3 separate regions of the Macaca mulatta genome follow, and regions 1 and 3 are each linked to region 2. The links are chromatin contacts, called in public Hi-C maps. All regions are on one chromosome and are shown on one strand. The core of a region is the stretch at or near the end of the contact, and the rest is flanking DNA. Distances in the headings are between cores, read along the strand shown. Region 1 holds the start of AP1S1 (adaptor related protein complex 1 subunit sigma 1). Region 2 holds the start of ACHE (acetylcholinesterase). Region 3 has its middle 29 kb from the start of FIS1.

Region 1 (4,301 bases), core at 780-3,279, 310 kb after region 2:
AAAGATAATTATAGTTTTGCTTTGATGTACTTACCTACTAGAATGTCAAGGATAGTTAAATCAACAGAATAATAAATTTTGTCATGCCATTGGCCCATCTGCACATTGACTCAGCTTAGTTTAGTCTGTACAAAAACAAGACCCCTATATAAGAAAAACTTGGCGGGCCGCGGTGGCTCACGCCTATAATCCCAGTACTTTGGGAGGCCGAGGTGGGCGGATCACGAGGTCAGGAGACTGAGACCATCCTGGCTAACAGGGTGAAACCCCGTCTCTACTAAAAATACAAAGAAATTAGCCAGGTGTGGTGGCGGGCACCTGTAGTCCCAGCTACTCAGGAGGCTGAGGCAGGAGAATGGCTAAACCCGGGAGGCGGAGCTTGCAGTGAGCTGAGATCGCGCCACTGCACTCCAGCCTGGGCGACAGAGCAAGACTCTGTTTCAAAAAAAAGAAAAACTTAAAGGTCAGGGGCGGTGGCTCATGCCCATAATTCCAACACTTTGGGAAGCCGAGGAGGTTGGATAGCCTGAGCCCAGGAGTTCCAGACCAGCTTGGGTAGCATGACAAAACCCTGTCTCTACAAAACATACAAAAATTAGCTGGGTGTTGGGGGGGCACGCCTGTAGTCCCAGCTACTTGGGAGACTGAGGTGGGAGGATCGCTGGAGCCCAGGAGGTGGAAGCTGTAGTGAACTATAATCATGCTACTACACTCCAGACTGGGCAACAGAGTAAGACCCTGTCTCAAAAAAAGAAAAAAGAAAAAAGAAAGAAAAGGAAAAATTAAGACAGTGTGTTCCTCTGTTTGCTTTCTGAGGACGCCCTACTCCGTAAGGGGACAGCTTTCAATAAACTCTCTCTTCTCATAGCACTCTGCGGCTTGCTTTGAATTTCTTCTGCATGAGATACAAGAATCCTCTCTTGGGGTCTGGATCAGGACCCCTTTTTCCAGTAACACGTAGACACACACACACATTCAGTTTAAAAGCCCATATTACAATGTACATCCACCTCATCTTCACACTGAGATTTGGGTTACATCTGTCCCTTTTTGAGTTTTGACCCAAGTTAACCTTTTAAGACGCTCTTTATTTCTTCCCCTTTTGCCTCAATTCACTTTCCTCCTCCTTCTCCTTACATGCCTTTTATAGCAGCCTCTCCTTTTCTCTTTTATTCATTTTCTACACATTTCTCTTACTTTAAGATCAGAAGTCAGGCGCGGTGGCTCACACCTGTAATCCCAGCACTTTGAGAAACCAAGGCGGGAGGGTCTCTTGAACCCAGGAGTTCGAGACCAGCTTGGGCAACATAGTAAGACCCCTGTCTCTACAAAAAAAAAATTTAAAAATTAGCTGGGCATGATGGTGTGCGTCTGTAGTCCCAGCTACTCAGGAGGCTGAGGCGGGAGGCTCGCTTGAGGCCAGGAGTTCAAGGCCGCAGAGAATCACGATCTCACCACTGCACTCCAGCCTGGGTGACGCGACCAGACCCTGTCTCTAAAAAGAAAAAAAATAGAGGGGTGTATCTATCACGCTCTCAATAGATATTTAGCTTGAGTTCTATACTTTTTTCATGACCGTTTGTCTCCTGTTTTTCAGGTCCTTCCTCCTCCCCTACACTCAATTCCCACCCTGCTCCCTCTTCACAGCTCACGCCCCTTCCAGGGGTCCTGCCTGCTGCCTCGAACTCCAATGATCGTCCCATTCACCTCTCACCCCTTTTCCCGCCTTTTTGCCCCACAAGGCTTCAAAGCGCGAGGATCTCATTGTCCTCCTCCCCCATCCTCCAACCAGCCCACAGGACAGCCGCGTTACCATGACGACCGGGCTCCTAGAAGCTGCAGTCAAGGACCTGGTTGCCATGGTTTCCGCTTCTCCGCCTCCAGCCCCGCCCGCGCTCCCCGCGGCGTCGGCGCCTGCGCAGTGTGTGGCGTGTCGGGAGTCAGAACCTGGGCGGGACGGGGCGGGGCTTCGGCCGAGAGGGAGGGAAGCCGGAGAAAGGATAAGAAAGGGAGTGGGACTGGCGCCTACGGTGGCCGAAGTGGGACGCGCCGAGCCGGAGGCTGCAGGATGGTAGGCTGTGCGAAGAGGGAGGGGAGGGGGAAGCGAGGGGCGTGGGCTGCACCTGCGGGGGTCCTCGGGGGCCGCCCTCGGGGTGAGCCTCTCTGTCTTCCCTCTGGTCCTCAGAGGCCTCCCTTGCCTCAGCTGGTGGGCGAGCCGGGCTCGGGAGGAAGAGTGGGAGGTGGCATTCGGGAGAGGGGCGGGGAGGGGGTGCATTTGCAGGGCGAGCGTGGGCTGACGAAGGGGCGGCGGGGCAGTCCCGAGCCGGGAGGGGCGCTTGGGTCTTGGCTCCCGGGGGTCCCTCGATCCCCGCCGCAGGGAAGCAGCCTAAAGCAGAGGGTTGTGGGGGTCTCTTTGCAGAGGGAGGGAGTGGGGGGTCACCGAGAACCCCTTCCCGGGCGGCACGGGCGGGAGCGGGGACCCCGGTGGGGAAAGGGGTGTGGGAGGGGAGTTTCCGGGTCGGAAAAGAGAGCGCCCTATTGGGTTCGTGGCGGTGCTTGCCTAGAGGCTGGGCCCAGGTAAGGAAGAGAGGTGGACTCGTGGTTTTGCTCCGAGGGACCCAGGCTTTGGGATCCCGGGCTCCAGGGCTCTCTGCCCCCAATCCCACTCTGTTTCCGGAACCCAGGCCTTCCGTCTTCCTGCTCGCTCCCCACCCCCCTATCTGAGCGCCGCACGAGGCTCCCCGGCGCCCCTCTTTTCCCCTCCACCAAAAAAATCAGTTCTCCTGAATTCTGATTTTTCACCTACTAAGCTATACAGTGCCACACACCCAGGGATTCCAACCCTGGGCATGTCCATGAATAGGAGAGCTGCTGGGGGAAGGAGAAGACTCCAGGATGTGGCCCAGACCCCCTGGAACTGGGAAGCTGGGGTGCACTGGGCAGTGAGGGTTCTGTCTTCCATCCCACTTGACCCAGCTTGCTGTCTGTTCTGCAGACATTCTTCAGGGGAACCCCCTGGGTGGCGGGGCCCTGAGGGAGATTGGTCACCTGGTGTCTGGGGAGGAGTGGGCGCTTAGCAGGAGGCACCCTAAAAGGGAGAAAAGTTAAAGAGAAATGTCAAAGACATCTGGGTACCCGCAGAGAGGAAGGTGGGATTTGGGCATCTCCATACCCTGTGTGGTGTTGGAAATACATACTGCAGAGGAGGATACCCCTGGCACTGGAGGGTGGTGTGTTTGGGATATCATTAAGATCTTATGGTTATGATGGGGTGGAAAATTGAGGTAGCTTCTCCAGGGACAAAATACCAGATTTCAGCACGGTGGTGGATAGAGAGAGGGTGGAAGAGAACAGGCATTTCTTTGGCATTGGTTACTGGTTTCTTGTCGCTCTGCTAGGCATTTTACTTACCTTTAGAAAGCAGAACCAGTAAGCAAGAGGTCAGGGAATCATGGTAATAATAATAGTAACTAACAACCGGGTGCAGTGGCTCACACCTGTAATGCCAGCACTTTGGGAGGCCGAGGTGGACGGATCACCTGAGGTCGGGAGTTCGAGACCAGGGCCTGGCCAACGTGGTGAAACCCCGTCTCTACTAAAAATACAAAAATTAGCTGGGTGTGGTGGCACATGACTGTAATCCCAGCTACTCAGGAGGCTGAGGCAGGAGAATCACTGGAACTCAGAAGGCGGAGATTGCACTGAGCAGTGATCGCACCACTGCACTCCAGCCTGGGTGACAGAGAGAGACGACAGAGAGAGACTTTGTCTCAAAAAAAATAATAATAGCTAACATGTTATACTGCCTGCCTGTGCTAGGGACTTGCATATATTAACTCATTTAGTCTCAACAACTGTGCAAGGCAGGTACGATGTCCATTTTACAGATAAGGAAACTGAGGCCCAGAGACTTACAGTAGTAATTGGCCCAAGGCCCTGCATAACTAGTAGAGCCAGGATTTGAACCCAAATGATGGACTCAGAAGCTCTGACTTCCCCCTGCTGGTGGAAATACCCAGCATTGAGAGCAAGGGGCTGGATGTTGGAAGAAAGTAGAGAAGAATTAGCCGGGATGAGTTTGGGGAATATGTGTTTACCCTTGGTTCTGCCCTCCCATCCCCCGCAGATGCGATTCATGCTGCTATTCAGCCGGCAGGGAAAACTGCGGCTGCAAAAATGGTACCTGGCCACTTCGGACAAGGAACGGAAGAAGATGGTGCGGGAGCTTATGCAGGTTGTCCTGGCTCGCAAGCCCAAGATGTGCAGCTTCCTGGAGTGGAGGGACCTCAAAGTTGTCTATA
Region 2 (4,652 bases), core at 566-3,065:
CTTCAGACGAATGCCCCGCAGCCGGCCCCCACGCACAGTCACCAGCAGCTCTGCATCCTCCCGGCCCTCAGCCCCCACTCCTCCTCCCAGGAGCCAGAGAAGGAGGAGAAGGAGTGGGGAAGCCAGGGAAAGCGTGTGCAGGGGACACTGCGGGGGCCTCATGGCTGCAGGGCAGGCGGTGTCTGCTGGGAGAAAGAAAGGGAAAGGGTGAAAGGTCGGTCGAGAAGCCAGGAGGGAGGAGATTAGGACATGGTCGGCCCAAGGGTTATCGCTCAGCTGCAGAGGAGGTGGGGCAGGTTGGCAAAGATGAGGGGAGACAGGGAGGGAGGGAAGGAGACAGGCAGAGACAAGGACACAGGCCATTGGGCAGGAGGGGACGGAGATCAGGCAGACACCCACATCCAGACAAATGAACAGAGAAGAGCACCCTCTCTACCCCCCAGGAGTCCGCCGCCCTCACCTCTTCCCCGAACTGGGCCGAGCCCAGCTCGTGCAGTGCGGGCACCAGAGGCCTCAGTCCACGCACAGGCCACCCGACAGGGGCGCGGCCTCACGGACGGGCGGTGCCGCTGGGGGAGCTTGCTGCGGCCTGAAGGCGCAGCCCCGCTCTCCTGCGTTGGCCAGGCCCGGGGCCCTGGGGGACGGTGGGCTGGGCATTCAGGGTGTGGAAGCCTTAGGTCCCGGGGTCCCCCAAATCCTGTCTAGTCCACTCCCCCCCAACCCTGCCCCATCTCATCCAATGTCTGGCACCGAGCACTGATGCCCGCGGGTTCCCATCAGCTGCGCACGCTCCCAGCCCAGCCCCAGCAAACAGGCTAGCCAGCCCGTGTCCCCCAGGACTCGAGAGCCCCCATCCGTCTGAAGCTGCCGTGCACGCCGCCGCCGGCGGAGGGCAGTAGAGACCGAGAAAAGGTTGGCGCTCCCCGCCCCGAGCCGGGAACCTGGAGCCGGGAACTTGGGGTGGGGGACTGGGGGATCAAGGGCCTTGCGGAGCCGCCTGAAGGGCGAGCCAGGACGCTTGTGTTCCCGGGGCTCCGGAGATCCCCGGCTGCAGGGGCGGGGGCGCTATTTTGGGGGCAGCAGCTGTTACGGTTCCGGCATCTCCAGCCAAAGGATCAAAATTCCCCGGGTGGGAACTCCCCCCTCTCCCGCCGGTCACCCCTCGCCCAGCCCCCACTGTCCTGAGCTGGGGGTGGTGATGCTGCTGGAGATTAACTAGGAAACCCAAGTGGCGCTAATTATAACTCGGGGCTTCCGCTGAGCCTCCCCTTCCCAAAAAATAGAGATGGAGTCTCCGCAGGAGGGGGCGTCCTGGGCCTGGGAGGGGGCCTCTGCGGGGCGCTGCGCAGGGGCGCTGGGCTTGCGGCCCTGTGGATGGGGGTTCCCAGCCCGGCGCCGGGAACCTGCGCAGCTCGGGTACCGCCCCAATCAGGGGGTGTCTTCCAGTGGCCCCGGACTAGGGAGCGATCGGGGAAAGGGCGCTCGGGGGTCCCCGCAGGAATCGGAGCGCAGAGGCGGCGGGCTTGAGCTCCTGCGTGGGCGTCGGTGAGTGTGAAGCGGCCGGGGAAGAGTTCCGGACGAGTGCTGGGCAGCGGAGGGCGGCGCTGGGCAGGCCCGGCGACGCGGGAGCCGTCCCGTTAGGGGGGCCTGGACCCTTCGGGGAGCGCACGGTGTCCCGGACGCGGGCCGGAAGGAGTGTCCCGGGCGGGGAGGGAGACTCACCTGAGGCGGCCGAGCCGGGCCGGGCCGGGCCGCGCCGGGAGCTGGAGGCGGCCGATGTTCCCCGGCGCAGGCTGAGCCGACTCTGACAGCCGCCGCCTCCGGCCCCCCACACACACCCCCTGCGGGCTGCACAGCGCCCCCGCCCGCCCCCGCCCACTGTCTCCGCCCCCGCCCCTCCCCGCTTCCCCGGGCGGCCACCTCCCCTCTCTCTCCCTCCCTCGGAGCCGAGACCCGGAGACCCCGGGGCCCAGACGCACTCCAGTGCCAGACGCCGACCGACGACAGACGCGCAGTGACAGACGCGACCCAAAGACCTGCAGCGGCGGAGCAGACACCCACGTGACAGACAGACGGACAGAAGCCCGTGGAGACAGACACGCGCAGACGGACGACCTCATGCAGCGACAGGCACAGACAAACGCAGGCACCGACTTTCACAGACGGACGGACACACTTGGACACCCTGATGGTCTCGCTCGAGGCTGGGGAAGTTAGCGCAAGGCCAAGGGGCCATGCATCCACGGCCACGACAGAGACAGGGGTGGCATGGTTGGAGAGGCATGTGGGAGTGTGGCCGAGGACCGTCCCGTTAGGGGTCCAGGTGGCACTGGTGCAGAAATGGTGACGTGGGACACTCCTGGGGATGAAGGGACACCTGTGGGAATGGAGGTGTAAACATGGGATCGCGAGTGGAAATGAGGTGGGGGGGCATGGAGACAGGAGACTCCCGGGGGGAGGAAAGGGTGACTCGGGGACACCTGAGAAGGCAGGCCAGCGTGGTGGCACGCGCAAGGCTGCGGGTCGAGGCCGCACTCCGCGGTGGCAGTGGAAACTTCTGGAATCCCCGCGGGTGGGTCTGCGCTGGTTCCCTGACGGGTGACCTCGGACTTTCGTCACCAGGGTCCGGTCGGGGCATGACATCACCAGGCCTAGCATTCATTGGCCGCACTGCTGGCAGGTGGGAGCGGCCTGGCCCGGGCGCCCCTAGTCTGCTCCAAGGGGCCTGACCCGCGCAGATTGCCCCCCGCCCCGCCCTCCAGGAGGTCACCCGTGTGGACAGGGCTGCTGCAGCAGGGTCCCCACACCAGAGGTGCAGGCGGCAATACCGCGCGGCGCCCGCTTTCCGGAGGCTGCGGGCTCGGGAACCCCCAGGCCCCCGCGTGGGAGAGCGGCCGGCGCAGGCCAGCGTCGGGGCGTGCGTGCGCGCGCGCGGCGGTGCGGGGCGCGGCGTGGGATGGGCGCGTGCGCGCACGCTCGCTCTGGCTGCCTCGCGCCCCGCAGCGCCCCGGGAACGCGTGCGCCGCCGCTTGGGACCGCGAGCGCTGGGTCTCGGGGCCTCGCAGGGGTTGAATCCGGAGTCTTGCCTGTCCCTGGGCCGCGCGGTTCCCGGCTTTCCAAGCTGGGCGCGCCCCACGCCCGCTAGCCCCACGGGAACCGGGTCCCGCAGGCATGGACACTCGCACTCTGCTCGCTGGAGACGGCCGCCAGGTGGCGCAAAAAGCAGCCGCTTGGGCCTTGGAGACTGAGCTGGGTTGGGGGTGTTGGGGAGATGAACCCCTCGGCATCTGTGCCCACTGTCTCCGGCTCTCCCCGCCCCAAGCTCAGACAACCCCAGATCTCCTGCCTGGACACCGAGGCTCCCTGCATCCGGCCTTCAGCGTCCTAGCCGCACTAGTTGAAGGCTCCCCACTGGCCAGACCGTGTGCCCTAGTTGAGGTCCCTGAAGATCAGGTGTAAGGGCTGTGCATGGGTGCAGGGGACAGGAGAATGGACGGTGGGTGTTGCTGCGGGGGGAATGGATCTGAGGCAGGTTTCTAAGCGTGGTAATTATGAATCATTAAAATGATGGGGCCGGGTGCGGCCCCTAGTGCAGTGCCTGTAATCCCAGCACTCTGGGAGGCTGAGGCGGGAGGATCGCCTCAATCCAGGAGTTGGAGACCAGCCTGGACAACATAGCGAGACTCCCTTCTCAGCAAAAAAATAAAATAGTGGAAACAAACCATGAACGAGTGTGCTGAGGCCTGCCCAAGTCCTGAGGCTTTAGGGAATTTTGACCCTGCTAGTGATAAAGGCTTGCCCTATCACCCTGCAGACGAACTGTGCCACGCAGGTGTCACCTCTGTCGTCACAAGTTTCTAGGCCTGTACAATGAAGATAGGGAGGGCAGGGACAGTTTATCACCAGGGTTATCATTTCCTGGAACTATCCCTCTTTTCGCCTTGAGCTCTCAGCAACCTTTGTCAACACAGGCACCTAACCTGTCAAGCCAGGAGGCCTTTCCCTACATAGTCTAGCATAGTAAACTCCCCAGCATCCTCTAGGACCCCACCCTCAATAGCTGTCACTGCAGGGATGTCCTTGATTTTTCCCATTTCTTCTCTCACCATTTATTTTTATCCAGGAATCAGCCTTGCTTCTACTACCAGTTCCGCCAATTCAGAGAATTCCCCTACCCCTCTTTTATCTCTGTCTCCCACCTTGGCAGGAAGCCCCAATTTTTTTTTTTGTTTGTTTTTTGAGACGGAGTCTCGCTCTGTCGCCCAGGCTGGAGTGCAGTGGCCAGATCTCAGCTCACTGCAAGCTCCGCCTCCCGGGTTTACGCCATTCTCCTGCCTCAGCCTCCCGAGTAGCTGGGACTACAGGCGCCCGCCACCGTGCCCGGCTAGTTTTTTTGGTATTTTTTAGTAGAAACGGGGTTTCACCGTGTTAGCCAGGATGGTCTCGATCTCCTGACGTCGTGATCCGCCCATTTCGGCCTCCCAAAGTGCTGGGATTACAGGCTTGAGCCACAGCGCCCGGCCCCAATTTTTAAAAAAATTTTTTTTTTATTAGACGGAGTCTTGCTCTGTCGCCCAGGCTAGAGTGTAATGACGGCATCTCAGCTCGCTGCAACCTCTGCCTCCTGGGCTCAAGGATTCTCCTGTCCCAAC
Region 3 (4,534 bases), core at 746-3,245, 430 kb after region 2:
TGACTTTTTAACAAAGCAGTTTCAGCCGGGCGCGGTGGCTCAAGCCTGTAATCCCAGCACTTTGGGAGGCCGAGACAGGCGGATCACGAGGTCAGGAGATCGAGACCATCCTGGCTAACACGGTGAAACCCCGTCTCTACTAAAAAATACAAAAAACTAGCCGGGCGAGGTGGCGGGCGCCTGTAGTCCCAGCTACTCGGGAGGCTGAGCCAGGAGAATGGCGTGAACCCGGGGGTGGAGCTTGCGGTGAGCTGAGATCTGGCCACTGCACTCCAGCCCGGGTGACAGAGCGAGACTCCGTCTCAAAAAAAAAAAAAAAAACGAAAAGAAACAAAAAAAAACAAAAAAAAAACAAAGCAGTTCCAGGAATACATTGCAGACAAAAAAAGATGACTGCTTAAAATAGGTCTACTGTTAAAATATTTTCTATATTAAGGAACCTTCGTGAGATCCCTGACACCATTGTGAACACAACCTTGTGTGATTATGTTACATGATTTTCCTTTCATCCTTTTTCATTGTATCTAAGTTCTTGGCCATGCAGACACAACTGACAACACTTAATCTCTCTTGAAGACATTTTTCAATCTCTAAGTGACTACTGACTTCAACATATCTATCTTGTTTTTACCACAGCATTTTGAAACATCAGTGTAGGCCGGGCGCAGTGGCTTACGCCTATAATTCCAGCACTTTAGGGGGCCGAGGCAGACGGATCTGCTGAGGTCAAGAGTTCCGGACCTGCCTGGCCAACATGGTGAAACCCCGTCTTTACTGAAAACACAAAAATTAGCCAGGCATGGTGGCGGGTGCCTATAATCCCAGCTACTCAGGAGGCTGAGGCAGGAGAATCGCTTGAATAACTCGGGAGGCAGTTAGCAGTGAGTTGACATCACGCCATTGTACTCCAGCCTGGGCGACAGAGCAAGACTGTCTCAAAATTTAAAAAAAATAAAAATAAAATAAAATAAAAATCTGATTAATAGGGAAAATCTATATGTATACTTACAAAAAAATGCTTTTCAGGGCTGGGTGCGGTGGCTCACGCCTGTAATCCCAGCACTTTGGGAGGCTGAGGCGGGTGGATCACCCACCTGAAGCGGGTGGTCTCGACGAGGAGTTTGAGACCAACCTGACCAACATGGAGAAACCCTGTCTCTACTAAAAATACAAAATTAACCGGGTGTGGTGGTGCATGCCTGTAATCCCAACTACTTGGGAAGGCTGAGGAAGAAGAATCGCTTGAACCCGGGAGGCGGACACTGTGGTGAGCCGAGATCGCACCATTGCACTCCAGCCTGGGCAACAAGAGCGAAACTCCATCTCAAAGAAAAAGAAAAAATTGCTTTTCAAATTTTTGCATTTCTGACAGCTGGATGTCCCCACCTGCCAACCAGTCCTGTGGCCCCCACCCAGGATCTGACTTAGCCCAAGAGGACAGCTTTAATCCCCTATGATTTCATCTCCTCCACCCAACGAATCAGCGGGCCCCCTACCCTGGCCCCTGCCCACCAAACTATCTTGGAAAAATCCCTAATCTCCAAGCCATTGGCAAGATTGATTTGAGTAATATCTCCATCTCTCACGTGGCATAGCTGGCTTCTTCACATCAGTGAAACTCTTTAATGCCACAGTCTTGAGTGGATTTTGTTTGTGAGCTGGTCAGGAAGAACCCCTCGAGCCGTTACAAATATGGGGACATTGTGGAGAACCATTTTAGGGACCCCATCCCACTGAGTACCACGAATACAGAAAAAATCTGTGATCCCGTTTATATGTTTTAGAAGTGAGAGAAACTCCAAATGAGATATGGCCAAGTTGTGCAACAGAATTTAGAATTTATTCAATATTACAGTGTTTGTATCACAGAGAACATCTTTGTCGTTTATACAGGCAATTTTCCTTGGGGCTCCCATGCTATTGAACACTGTAACGTTGATTTTGGAGAGAATCCCTGGGGATGGGGGAGGCATCGTCAACATTCCAATGCAGCATCAGCTAATTCACATGCAACAAAGACTCTCTCAATGCAGAACCATGCAAGAGCTTTCGGGAAAGTACAGCTCATTCAACATCAGAGAATTCACAATGGAGGAAAATCGTATGTACGTAATGGATGTAAAAATGCTTTGAGATGGTGCCCAGAGCTAATCAGACATCTGGGATTTTGTAGCAGAGAGGGGCCTTGTGAGTATAATGGATGAGGAAGAACCTTCAATCAGAGTTCCATTCTTAGACAATATCAGCTAATTCGGTTGGGACTTAAAATGGTCATACGTAATGAAGACGGAAAACTCGGGGAAGCGTGGAGAAAACGGAATGTGAGATCATTCACACTGGAGAGAAGCCTCCGGAGTATAATTAGTGTGGAAAATCACTTGGGGACAAGCTTAGCTTTCTCATCATTGGAGAATTCACACAAAAAAAGGAATGAGCTTGGACAGAACGTGGGAGAACTTTCAGGCACTAATCAGGCCAATTCATCCCCAAGAAAAACCTTGATGACGAAGAAGGGGAAAATGTCTTCCAGTTTTTTTCCTTATTGGATTTCAGAGAATCCTCAGTGATACACAGCGAAACTTGCTGGAGGAATTCAGGGTTTACTAAGATTCACATTAAAGCGTTAACCCCATTAAAGTACGGTTTAAACTTTTTTGCTTCTTTCACCGCAGTCAAAGCTTTCATTCCTTACGTCTCTGTTGAGTGAATAAAGCAACAAGCAAACATCAATGGTGCACTGACTTTGCCCTTCAAAACATCATACAAGCCGGGTGTGGTGGCTTATGCCTGTAATCCCAGCACTTTCGGAGGCTGAAGCGGGCGGATCATGAGGTCAGAAGTTCGAGACCAGCCTGGCCAACATAGTGAAACCACGTCTCAACTAAAAATAAAAAAATTAGCTGGGCATGGTGGTGCTTGCCTGTAGGGTCAGCTACTCAGGAGGCTGAGGCAGGAGAATCGCTTGAACCTGGGAGGTGGAGGTTGTGGTGAGCCGAGATTGTGCCACTGCACTCCAGCCTGGGCAACAGAGTGAGACTCCATCTCAAAAACAAAAACAAAAACAAAAACAAAAATCATACAATATGTGGGGTGCAGAAGGACAGCATTGAGAGGTGCTGGGTTTGGTGCAACAATGGCAGTTGCAAATTCTGATATCATCGAAACACACCATGGGTGGGCCCCGTATATCTGATGATCTTCCAGGGGCCACATCTCTATAAATGCTGAAGATTATTTGGAGTTGGGGCTGGGGGTGCTTTTTCTCCAGGTCTGGGTAAAATGAAGTAATATGTATTTCAAAGATACATTAGGAGGATGCCAGTTTCTCTTTGTTTTATATTTTCAAAAACAGAGATTTAAAGAGGACGAGCTAGAGCTCTTGCATTCAGCTTCGCATTTCATAAGGGAAGAATCAGGCATATGTCCTGTGTTGAAGCAACACACACACACACACACACACACGCACACCATGTTTGGTGAAAGTCAGACCAGAAGAAAGCTTTCTCTAGTCCTCATCAACTGATTGCTTCTCTCCTACCAGCCTTGTTCGTGTCCTTGGACCAGCTAAGTCTTCCAAAATACATTCTTGCCTCTCCCTACAGTAACTCTCCCATTGGGTTCTTAATAGAAGTGAGTTAGGTTTTGTAGATTTCTGGCTGCTAGCTCTGCTTTGAGAAGCCAGAAAGAGGCCGGGCACAGTGGCTGACGTCTGTAATCCCAGCACTTTGGGAGGCTGAGGCAGGTGGATCACGAGGTTAGGAGTTCGAGACCAGCCTGACCAACATGGTGAAACTCCGTCTCTACTAAAAATACAAAAATAAGCTGGATGCATGATGGTGCAGGCCTGTAATGCCAGCTGCTCAGGAGGCTGAGGCAGGAGAATCGATTGAACCCAGGAAGCAGAGGTTGCAGTGAGCCAAGATCACACCACAAATATCTCTTTCTTTCTTTGTCTGTGTCCCCTAGGCCTTGGGGTTAGGACTCAGAGCTGGGATTCCCCTGTAGGCTAGGACCAATCCTGATTCTTATTCCCTCCATATAAGCAATAATTTGATTTCTAATCTCTAAACTTAGGTTGATTTTCCATTGGGAGTTATAGCAAGAGCCACAGGTTTCTGAGAAGGGGTGAGGAATGCTTTAGGCTGCAAGTAGCAGAAATCTGCCTAGAAAATAAAGACACATGACTTACAGATCAATGAGACTGGAAGTGGGGGTTCCAGGATAGGTATGGCAGCTCAGTGCTGTCATAGAGGACATAGGCTCTGCCATCCTCAGTATGTGGGCTTTTCCCCTTGGTCTTGTTGCCTCATGGTCTCAAGATGGTCCAGATCCCAGCCATCTCCCCATACTTTTGTTGTTGTTGTTGTTGTTGTTGAGACAGAGTCTCACTCTATTGCCCAGGCTATTGTGTAGTGGTGTGATCTCGGGTCACTGCAACCTCTGCTTCCCGAGTTCAAGTGATTCTCCTGCCTCAGTCTCCCAAGTAGCTGGGATTATAGGTGCCTGCCACTGCGCCCGGCTAAGTTTTGTTGTT

Evidence for each region. Hi-C and Micro-C count contacts between places; a contact is called where the count stands out from the background.
Region 1: a contact with region 2 is called in a Hi-C map of fetal cortex germinal zone, with 4 times the contacts expected there. The contact joins the promoter of AP1S1 here to the promoter of ACHE in region 2. A contact is called at or near these places in 2 of 14 Hi-C or Micro-C datasets (fetal cortex germinal zone and fetal cortical plate).
Region 3: a contact with region 2 is called in a Hi-C map of fetal cortex germinal zone, with 3 times the contacts expected there. The contact joins the enhancer-like site here to the promoter of ACHE in region 2. A contact is called at or near these places in 2 of 14 Hi-C or Micro-C datasets (fetal cortex germinal zone and fetal cortical plate).

Annotation. Positions count from the first base shown.
Region 1 is chr3:48,412,481-48,416,781 of T2T-MMU8v2.0, forward strand. AP1S1 (adaptor related protein complex 1 subunit sigma 1) reads left to right here and starts at 2,030. Exons shown (of 5, transcript XM_077996579.1): 1 at 2,030-2,071; 2 at 4,127-4,301. The coding sequence starts at 2,069.
Region 2 is chr3:48,105,409-48,110,060 of T2T-MMU8v2.0, forward strand. ACHE (acetylcholinesterase) reads right to left here and starts at 1,816. Exons shown (of 5, transcript NM_001128088.2): 1 at 1,723-1,816; 2 at 1-182. The coding sequence starts at 162.
Region 3 is chr3:48,539,651-48,544,184 of T2T-MMU8v2.0, forward strand. No RefSeq gene overlaps it. Among named protein-coding and RNA genes, the nearest start is that of FIS1, 29 kb to the left of the region's middle. Within about 2 kb of position 1,996, at least 5 of the 40 cell types and tissues checked have an H3K27ac peak or open chromatin away from gene starts, as enhancers often do. A contact at or near this core is called in fetal cortex germinal zone, where this site is marked.